Regions from separate parts of the Mus musculus genome. Here all the other regions are linked to region 1. Evidence: chromatin contacts called from public HiChIP or PLAC-seq data. All regions are on one chromosome and are shown on one strand. Each heading gives the region's core, a stretch centred on a gene start, on an enhancer-like site or on the middle of the called end of the contact. The rest is flanking DNA. Distances are from core to core; before and after follow the strand shown. Region 1 has its middle 18 kb from the start of 3930402G23Rik. Region 2 overlaps Myo16 (myosin XVI). Region 3 overlaps Myo16 (myosin XVI).

The links. HiChIP or PLAC-seq counts read pairs in DNA pulled down with a chosen protein or histone mark.
Region 2: a contact with region 1 is called in an HNF4G HiChIP or PLAC-seq map of pancreatic cancer cells. The contact joins two enhancer-like sites. A contact is called at or near these places in 4 of 115 datasets of contacts at active chromatin or transcription factors (bone marrow-derived macrophages, embryonic basal ganglia, extraembryonic endoderm stem cells and 1 more).
Region 3: a contact with region 1 is called in an HNF4G HiChIP or PLAC-seq map of pancreatic cancer cells. The contact joins two enhancer-like sites. A contact is called at or near these places in 3 of 39 promoter capture datasets (liver, neural stem cells and pre-B cells), 2 of 15 datasets of contacts at CTCF or cohesin (large pre-B cells and pro-B cells), 4 of 484 Hi-C or Micro-C datasets (the AML12 cell line, bone marrow-derived dendritic cells, bone marrow-derived macrophages and 1 more) and 7 of 115 datasets of contacts at active chromatin or transcription factors (T-cell acute lymphoblastic leukemia, craniofacial prominence, embryonic basal ganglia and 4 more).

Annotation. Positions count from the first base shown.
Region 1 is chr8:10,944,817-10,947,639 of GRCm38.p6, forward strand. No RefSeq gene overlaps it. Among named protein-coding and RNA genes, the nearest start is that of 3930402G23Rik, 18 kb to the left of the region's middle. Within about 2 kb of position 1,260, at least 301 of the 459 cell types and tissues checked have an H3K27ac peak or open chromatin away from gene starts, as enhancers often do. A contact at or near this core is called in the AML12 cell line, embryonic fibroblasts and pancreatic cancer cells, where this site is marked.
Region 2 is chr8:10,618,551-10,621,486 of GRCm38.p6, forward strand. The region is part of intron 34 of Myo16 (myosin XVI); the gene reads left to right. Among named protein-coding and RNA genes, the nearest start is that of Gm32330, 53 kb to the right of the region's middle. Within about 2 kb of position 1,356, at least 27 of the 459 cell types and tissues checked have an H3K27ac peak or open chromatin away from gene starts, as enhancers often do. A contact at or near this core is called in pancreatic cancer cells, where this site is marked.
Region 3 is chr8:10,587,994-10,591,043 of GRCm38.p6, forward strand. The region is part of intron 32 of Myo16 (myosin XVI); the gene reads left to right. Among named protein-coding and RNA genes, the nearest start is that of Gm32330, 84 kb to the right of the region's middle. Within about 2 kb of position 1,623, at least 34 of the 459 cell types and tissues checked have an H3K27ac peak or open chromatin away from gene starts, as enhancers often do. A contact at or near this core is called in the AML12 cell line, embryonic fibroblasts and pancreatic cancer cells, where this site is marked.

The sequences.
Region 1 (2,823 bases), core at 10-2,509:
TTCAGCTCAAGAAGAAGAACCAGACACAGAGATGGGTGTGCTTCATGCTGCATGCTTGGGGTAACTCCCACAAACAAACAAACAACCTCCCTGGGCGCTGCTGTGCACCCAGGGCAGCCATGTGTCTCCAGGGAAACACATTGTTCTTAGACAGCTCTACTCACTTGGAGTGATGCCCTGGGTCCACCAGTCACTGATACTGGGGTGTCCTGCATCCTGCCCATGAGGCTCTATCTTGGCAAAGCAAATTTTTAGCAGTTGCCATAATTAAATAGTGCAGATCATGAGGAAAACAGTGTGGATAGAAGACGCCGGCAAGGGGGTCCAATCCAATCCCCAGGGTGGTAATCACTTTTCTTTACTGTGACAAAATGCCTGATGCACAGAACGGAAGAAGGAGAAGTTTGGGGCTGCAGAGGGTGGCTTAGGGACTAAAGTATGTGTGCCACAGGAGTGGAATGCAATTCAGGTTCCCAGAGAATGACAGAGAGGTGTGGTGGCCTGCTGTAAGCCCAGCCTGGGGAGGCTGATGCACAGAATAGCCAGAGCAAGCTGGCTCCCAATGGCAGACATATGTGCAGGCTCTGGGTTTGATTGAGAGACTCTGCCTTCAATGAAAAAGATAACAAGATGATCAAGGATGAACTGCAGCATCAATCTCCAGCTTCTACGTGTGCACATGTAATGCAAGCACACACACACACACAAACACACACACACACACACACACATACACATACACACACACACGGGGTGGGGAATGACAAAGAAGGACTGAATTTACTTTCTTGTGGTTTCAGTCTATGGTCCCTAGGCTCTGTCACTCCTAGACTGAACATCATGACAGGAGTGTGGGGCAGGGTAGAGCTGCCCAGCCCATGGTGGCCAGCGAACAGGGAGAGAGGGCCAGAGACAAGAGAGAGACCCATTCCCTCCAAGAAGAACCCACCTCCTTTCCATGGCCTCTCAGCAATGCCACCAAGCTATGAGGCCACCAGTGAGGTCACAGCCCTGAAGATCCAGTCATCTCCCCCAAATCAGCTGGCAGCTGAGCCTGAGGGACATTTCAGTTCCAAACCATAAAGCTTAAGAAGCCAGCACACAAAACGCCCTCAGTAAGCAGGAGTTTCAGAGATTTAGAGATGAAAAAAAAAAAAAAACCTGTTCCCTTTCTGTTTTCATGAATGGGTTCTGCCGACAGCAGCTAAACCACCAATCACAAGGTGGCTGCGGGGAGTTGCTGCTAACTGCATCTGCACAGCACAGGGAGGAAGCTCTCTCTTGGCCTGGGTTCTTGTGAACCTTTACTGAGGCCACGAGGCCGCCCTGAACCAAGAAAGCCAGGAAGTCTCCGTAATGCACTTATCAGCTCCAGGGAAAACCCTCCCTGTCTTGGCAGCTGGCCCAGGCAGGCGTGGGGAGGTGGCCCAGGCCTTCCTGCTGCCTCGCCCACTGCGGAACAGCAGCAGTTGCCATTCAAGGAAGAGGCTGCACAGGAAACAGATGTGTACGCGCGGCAGAGAACCGGCACCAGCCCTGCGCAAAGCAGCCCGGCCCTCCATTCATAAAAACCGAAGCAAAGGCCATCCCAGACAGAGGAACTCGCCAAGCTGATAGTGACTGCGAGCAGCAAGTGAAAGGGCCGGCCCTGGAGGAAACAAATAAAAATCAAACACCCCATTTGAGCCAGAGAGATAGCTGAGGAAATTGCACCCATAAAGAAATTGCAGCTACAGGCAGGGAAGGGGGAGGAGAAGGAACGAGAAAGAAGAAGGGAAAACAGCAAAAGCCAAGGGGAGCGAGCAAAATAAAACTTCTCTGGCACCGGGCAGCCCAGAAGAGTGGCCTCCTCCTCTGTGGCCAACAATAGTAAAAAACCTACGTTTAAAAGCAAAACGAATCAGACAAAGGAATAGGGAAAAAAAAAGTCCTCTGACGCGTAGCAAGAGGGTCAGCAAAGGACAGATCAGATACCACGGTTGATGGGGATGGTTAGAGGATCAAACAGATGAGTAAAGGCAGGCAGGCTGAAGTTCAGCCAGGACTGGAAAGCCAAAAGGGTCGCACCTGTGTGGTCCCTGAGGGTCAGGGAGATTCGCAGAGCGCTCTCTCTCTCTCTCTCTCTCTCTCTCTCTCTCTCTCTCTCTCTCTCTCTCTCTCTCTCTCGATATTTTCAGGCAGGGGTTTCTCTGTGGAGCCCCTATGATATGTAGAACAAGTCTCAAACTCCTGCCTTGGGCCACTGCGCCACAAATAGCAGGGAGTTCGCGCACAGATTAACTCCTTGCCCTGGTTCCAGGCTTCATGAGCATGGGCTGACAAGGAGGGGCCACCCCCTAACACACACACACACACACACACACACACACACACACACACACACACACACACCGCCTTAAAACAATAGCAGCTAAACAACTAAGTAACCTCATTCAGCTGAAGCCAGCTGTGCAGTAGAAGGGGATCTGGAGGGGGAGGGGGTTTATTCTTAAGACATAAACTTAAGAATGTAAAACATCGAGCCTCAGTGCAAAGAGAGATGCTCCGCCCTCTCTTTTTTGTCTTTTGGTTGGTTGGTTGGTTGGTTTTTTTGGGGGGTTTGTTTGTTTGTTTGTTTTTCGAGACAGGGTTTCTCTGCATAGCCCTGGCTGTCCTGGAACTCACTTTGTGGACCAGGCTGGCCTCTAACTCAGAAATCCGACTGTCTCTGCCTCCCAACTCTTTTTGTTTTAAACAAGGATTATCAATTAAATTAATACCAGCACGCAGGAGGCAGGGGCAGGCAGATAAGTTTGAGGACAGCCTGGTCTTCAGCGTGAGTTC
Region 2 (2,936 bases), core at 106-2,605, 330 kb before region 1:
AAACAGGTTGAAAATAGGAGAGCTGTGATCATGGAACATCGTGAAGTCGATGATAAAAAAATCCCAGAGATGAAACCCACGTGGATTTAAATTAATTTTATATACTAGAAGGTAATTTTTATTACCTAGTTTTGGAAAGAAATCTTGATTTAAAAGACTCTCACATTTTGCCTACTTTGGCAAAACCTTGTCTGTTTTCCTTCCCCTCCGGGAAGCGTTGTGTGCACAATTGGCTTTGCACTTACTCTGTGTTCAGGACTCTGATGGACCAGAGAGCCTTCCGGGCGATGCTGAACCCTGCTGCATTTCTCTCTTTTTACACTCTCAGCAAGACCTCATTTCCCAGTTGTTCAGATACAGTCACTGAGCTCTGACAACGGAACAGGAGCTCCGGAGACGGAAGCCACTTTTGTGACCTTTCCACTCACTAGTAAATAAGAAAAGTACACAGATCCACAAAGAGCTCACAGACAGTCATGGAGACCCAATAGGCCACCAGAAACATCCCTCCTCTGTGGCACACAGAGGTCTCTGCTTATTCACTGTAGTAGATGGGATAAGCGCAATGCACTCCCACTCATCCTTTGGCCATTAGCTCTCCATTGCTGGCAAACATTGTTATTTGTGTGCTGTCCTAACTAAGCCTCGTCCCCATAATCCAGCAGTTCTTATTCTGTACATCAGCTCAAGTCGGAGCCGCCTGTGTCTTCCAGTGATACTATTGCTAGGATATTGATCAGTGAGCCCCACCACTGCATACACAGTGCTCTACAGATGTGAAGACTATACCTATTAAAACTCCCGTTGGGACTTAATTTGCAAGCAATGACATTAGCTCCCTAAAACAAGATGGCACCCTGAGAAGAATTTTCCCACTTTCTAACCCTTCTTGGATAGGAGTGCTCTGCTTACCCACAACTCTCTAGTCAGAAACCTCAAACAGAAACGGTGTTTGGAGAGTAAGAGAAACTGTGTAAGGAAGGTACTTTCCTGACTATAATGGGCTCTGGGGCCCCAGGAGCTGCTAGCCTAGCCCCTTTGTCAATCAGGGGTGACAGTTGTATTCTCCTTGGGTTATGCTGTTGAGTATCCACTTTCATAATATGCTTTTCCCTCATTCTTAATTATATTTATCCCTTTAGAACATAACTTTCTGGAAAGTAAATATTTGAGATGTTAATAAATAGCTGATCAGGTTATGCCTCAAAACCGTCATGTGATGATGCCAGTGAATGCAGCAGGTGCGGAAGTAGCTTTTGGCTCCTGTTGTCTGTCTGCTGAGAACTGTGGGCAGGGCCCTGCTGGTCTTCTGAGGACAGAGGGTGGGGCCTGTTGGTCTGCTGAGGACAGTGGGAGAGGCCTGTTGGTCTGCTGAGGACAGTGGGTGGGGCCCTGTTGGTCCTGGCTGGCCTCACTTGCTTGGGCCTCACCTTCCTACATTTGCATTCCTAGTTCTGTTGTTTTCCCACAGCTGACTCAGAAGGGCTAGTCCACAGTGCACAGTGCAGAAGGCTTTCCCATGGCTGTCCTTTCCTGTTCAAGTTCATGTTCAAGGTGTGCACATGTGTACCACTGCTTAACCCCTTCCTCCCAGATGATCTTCCCGTCCTTCCAATCTAGCTTAAATCTTAGAGCCCAGTGTGGTGTTGCCTTGAGAACACAAGTCTCTTCCATGTTTCAACAGTAATGGCATGGACAAATTATTGGTGATTTTTTTCAGATTTTTTTTATTTTTAATTGTGTGTACTTGTGTGTGTGTGTGTGTGTGTGTGTGTGTGTGTGTGTGAAGGGAGGTGGCTATGTGAGAATTGGTGCCCTAGGAACACAGAGGCTTTGGATCTTCTGGACCTGAAGCTGTAGGTGGTTGTGAACACCTGATGCAGTTGCTAGGAAGTAAACTGGGTTCTCTGTAAGGGCTGTATGCATTCTCAACTGCTGAACCTCTCTCTATCCCTGATACATTATTGATGGATGCTAAACTGCCTCGAGATCTCTCTGTGCGCTGTTGTTGTTGCATGAGGTGCCTGGAGGGATACAGGTCACGTTAGGTGCTTCGGATTAAGTCTTACAGAATAAGCCACAGTTCCTTCAATTTTCACGTAAGGACTTAAATACATTTGCTAACTGATGGATGAAGAGGGAAACCTCTCAGAAGATGACGTGACTAGAGCAGACCAACTAATCCCTGTATATCTGAATACACATTCTCACATTACATATACAGCCCAGTGACTACAGCATCTAAAGATGAATTTCTGTGTCTCAGAAAGGTGCTAATAATATTTAACCTGTTTCTTTCCTGAGCTTGTGAGTGGTTACTAGAATGATAATATGGACCTAAAACATGGATACTATTGCAAGGAACAGAAACAAAACCTTACAGGTGTTCGTGTCCGTATACCTGAACTGAAATATACAGTTGCAGGGCAGTGGGTGTGGGGGAAAGGAGTGGGAGAAAACCCGCGGCCTGCCAGAGTTCCGGTGTTCTCAGCAGGCAGGCAGATTCGGAAGGACTGCTGCAGGCTTTCCACATAGCCCCGGGTGGGTGTCTGTCTGTGTGAAGCCATGGAATCCCAGCTCGCGGGGTGGGGGTCGGGGGAGTGGACAAGGGGCAGTCCTATATAACAGGTTCTCAGTCTCCAGCATCCCACAGTGGATACCACGGAGGAGCTGAGAACAAATGGGGGCCCCATGGGCAGCTCATCAGCCCTGGGGCTGAAGAAAGGAGAGGGCAGGGGGAGAGGGGGAGCTGGATGGTTCCCACACGGGCAAGAATCCTTGGTCTGGTCAATGGCTGGAGCGCAGGAAGGCCTTCCGGGCGGGAGGCTAGATGTGGATCGTTAGGGGAAAGCCTATCCCATTGGTCAAGCATGGCAGGCCTTGATGAGCAGAGACAGTCTATGGTTTTAGAGCTTTATTATAGAAAGTCAGAGGGG
Region 3 (3,050 bases), core at 373-2,872, 360 kb before region 1:
GTAAGGAAGGCATTTAGGACCTGCCACTGTAGCTCAGAGATATGAGCCATCCCAGCCACCAAGATTCCAGAGTCACATGTAGCTCAGGTGAAGAATGCCAGTCCCCATCAAACTGACTCCAGTGCCCCGAAAGCAAGAGATTATAAAGTAACATAAGGTAATATTTAAAAATAAACACTCAATATTTATAGGCTGTGTGTACTGACTATTCTAATGACAGAAACTATAGAACCAGGCTGGGCATTGACTGCGAACATCCAGCAGCTCCTCCTCCTATAGAATGCTGGGCTGCAGTAGAAAGCTCTGAATAAGAGGAAACAGCCAGTGTGCAGTGGAATATTGTCCTTATCTTGTAATTTGCAATAAACAGATGTGGGACCCAAAGGCATGCCGCTGCCACCGATGCTCAGCCCTTTCCCACCTGCCAGCTTCCAGCCATCACCTGCACCATGCTACCACTAGGGCTTGCTAGGAATTCTTTCTGAAAACACAGTGGAGTTTACCACCGTGGGAGATGTTGGTGGTGCTTGGAAAGGAGGCCCTGTTGTCAGTGCTCCTTAGTCTCCTTTTCTTTTCTTCTTCTTTTTTTTTTTATGTTTTTTTTTTTCCCTGACATTACAACATCTTGCTATGGAACCCTAGCAAACATAATATTCACTCGACAGCCAGGGCTGGTCTCAAACATTCAGTGAGTCTCCTGCCTCAGCCTCCTGAATGCTGGGATTATAGCTTGCACAACACTGTCTATATTTATCTTTCATTCTGCCATGATTTATTGAGTTCCCTCTACATGCTAGGCATGTAACTCCTGTAAACGTATCAGAAGATGTATTTGAATTAGAGATACGGATGTACAAGAGGAGGGAGGCAGAACACAAGCAAGCTGAAGAGAAGGGGTGTGCCAGGCCTAGAGAAGGACTAGGGACAAGCCTGCGGCGGTCACCTGGAAGGCCTTCCTGGTGGGCATGGAGTCATGAATGAGGTCAGAGCTTTCCCTTTCCCTGAAGCCTATAATCTCTGGTGGTAAGAATGCAAGGAAGAGGTTAAAGCTTGCAAGGACAAAATCTGGGGCTAACAGAGTCTTGGAGGATCCTTTCCATGCTGGGAGACATTTGCATCTTAATTCAAATGAACCTAGAAAGGGGGGGGGGGAGAACACTCGGGGAAATGACCTTATTTCAGAGCAGGACTTTGGGCTCCATTCTAGACCAGATAACCCATGGTCTGCAGCCAGTCTTTCTGGGTACCTTAAGAGGTTTTGTTGCATCTCTACCTACCAGAGGCCAGCCCCAGCTCCCCAGCCCCAGCTGTGATGGCCAACTAAGAAGAATTCAGACACTTCTGAGTATCCCCCTAGATATACTTTTAATATACACCCAAAGTGTCCCAAAGAAGACACTTTATTTAAGAGCAAGTAGAAGACAACAGAATTTTGTGTTAATGTTGAAGAATTTGCTAGAACTCCCTGGACTAGGTCAAAAGTCAATGCATACAGAGCCAAGCATAAAGCTTGCCCTTATTTTTGAGTCACATCCTGGTGTGATTCATTGCTTCTGAACCCGTACCCTCTTCAGTGAGGGCTCAAACACCGCAGGTATTCAAACCATCAGGTGTTACCAGCACCCGACAGAAAGACAGGATGAATCACACACGCACACGCACGCACCAAACAAGGCACGGCCCCAGACATGTCTCAGGAAAACTTTAACTCTGACACAGCACTTTCCTTGCTCGCCTCTCCTTCTGCTTAGTCATCAAGACTCTCCAATCTCCCCCTTCGGAACTTTTCTTGCCCTTCCTCCAGCACTGAGGCATGAACAGGCTTGAGGACGCAGCCCCAGGCAAGTCCTCTGCTTCTCTACCAAGTGTGCATCTTCGTACACTGTTGGAGAACTCTACAGACCTAAGGCCACAGAACTGGGGACTTGTTTCTGCTGTGATCCTGTCGGTGCCTAAGTACAAAGCAAGGGCAATGCCTTTAGCAAGGAATGCAGGGTCTGGTCCTATACCAGCCCACTGCTTGTGCAGTGGAGAAAAATATGCAGAGTGCTCGAATCTAAATGTCAACAAGTTAAGGCATAGACACCTTCACTTCTCTGGGTGTGAGTAAGGTTGTTTTTGAGCAGACACTGGCATGTTACTCATAAGCCACAGGTCCATGGTTAGTATGGATGAAAACACAATCACCCTGATGAGAACAGCAGGTCTGTGGTGAGGAATTTCCTCTATTACAGTGTCATATTTTGGGCTAGGTTCTGGTTCATCACCATGGGACATCAGAAATAAGGTCAAGGACCAAAGCCGCCTCAGCCTTTCCACCTGCAAATGAGCTTATGAGGAAAGGCCATCAACAGGGTAAGAGGGCGCAGGACTGGGTGCACAGTGGAACCCTCGGATCTGGGCCTGCATGGGTGCCCACTAGGGGAACATGCTTGTAGGAGGATTAATGTACTGCCTAGCCTTGACAACAAGAGCGACCAAGATTCTCAGACTCTTAGATCGTTGCAGAAGCGTCTGTCCAGCTACACTGCTGACCCTTCATCTGGATGCCTGGCACTAAGGAACACCAGAAACTCCCCTTTCTGTCCACAGTTACCCTAAAATAGATCTGCGTTTTTTACGATAAAACAAAACCAGCAGGCAATGCAAGGGTTGCAATCTAACCCAAGTGACAAGTGTCTGAGCACATGGGGACTCCAGCTGAACCTGCGGAGTGGAAGCAGGGGGATACTTTAAAACCTTAATAACAAAAATGAAGGTTTAGACTATGGTGTCAATGTGTCTGTGTGACAGAATTGGGCTATCATGATGGCTAGCATCAATAGCTGAGTGGGAAGAATCTACAAGCCCTGGAAGATTGTCTCTTTGACCATTAGATAGAGCCAGATTCTGCTGGCCTCTGTTCACTTAACCTTTCCTGCACCTGGGGGCTGTCCCGTTCCCCTAATTGTAAGGCCTCCATTCCTTTCTGGGCTGCCTCTGGGACATGAGTGGCAGGCCTCTCTCCTCACCAATGTCCCCACTTATCACTCCTTTGCTTCTATGTTCAT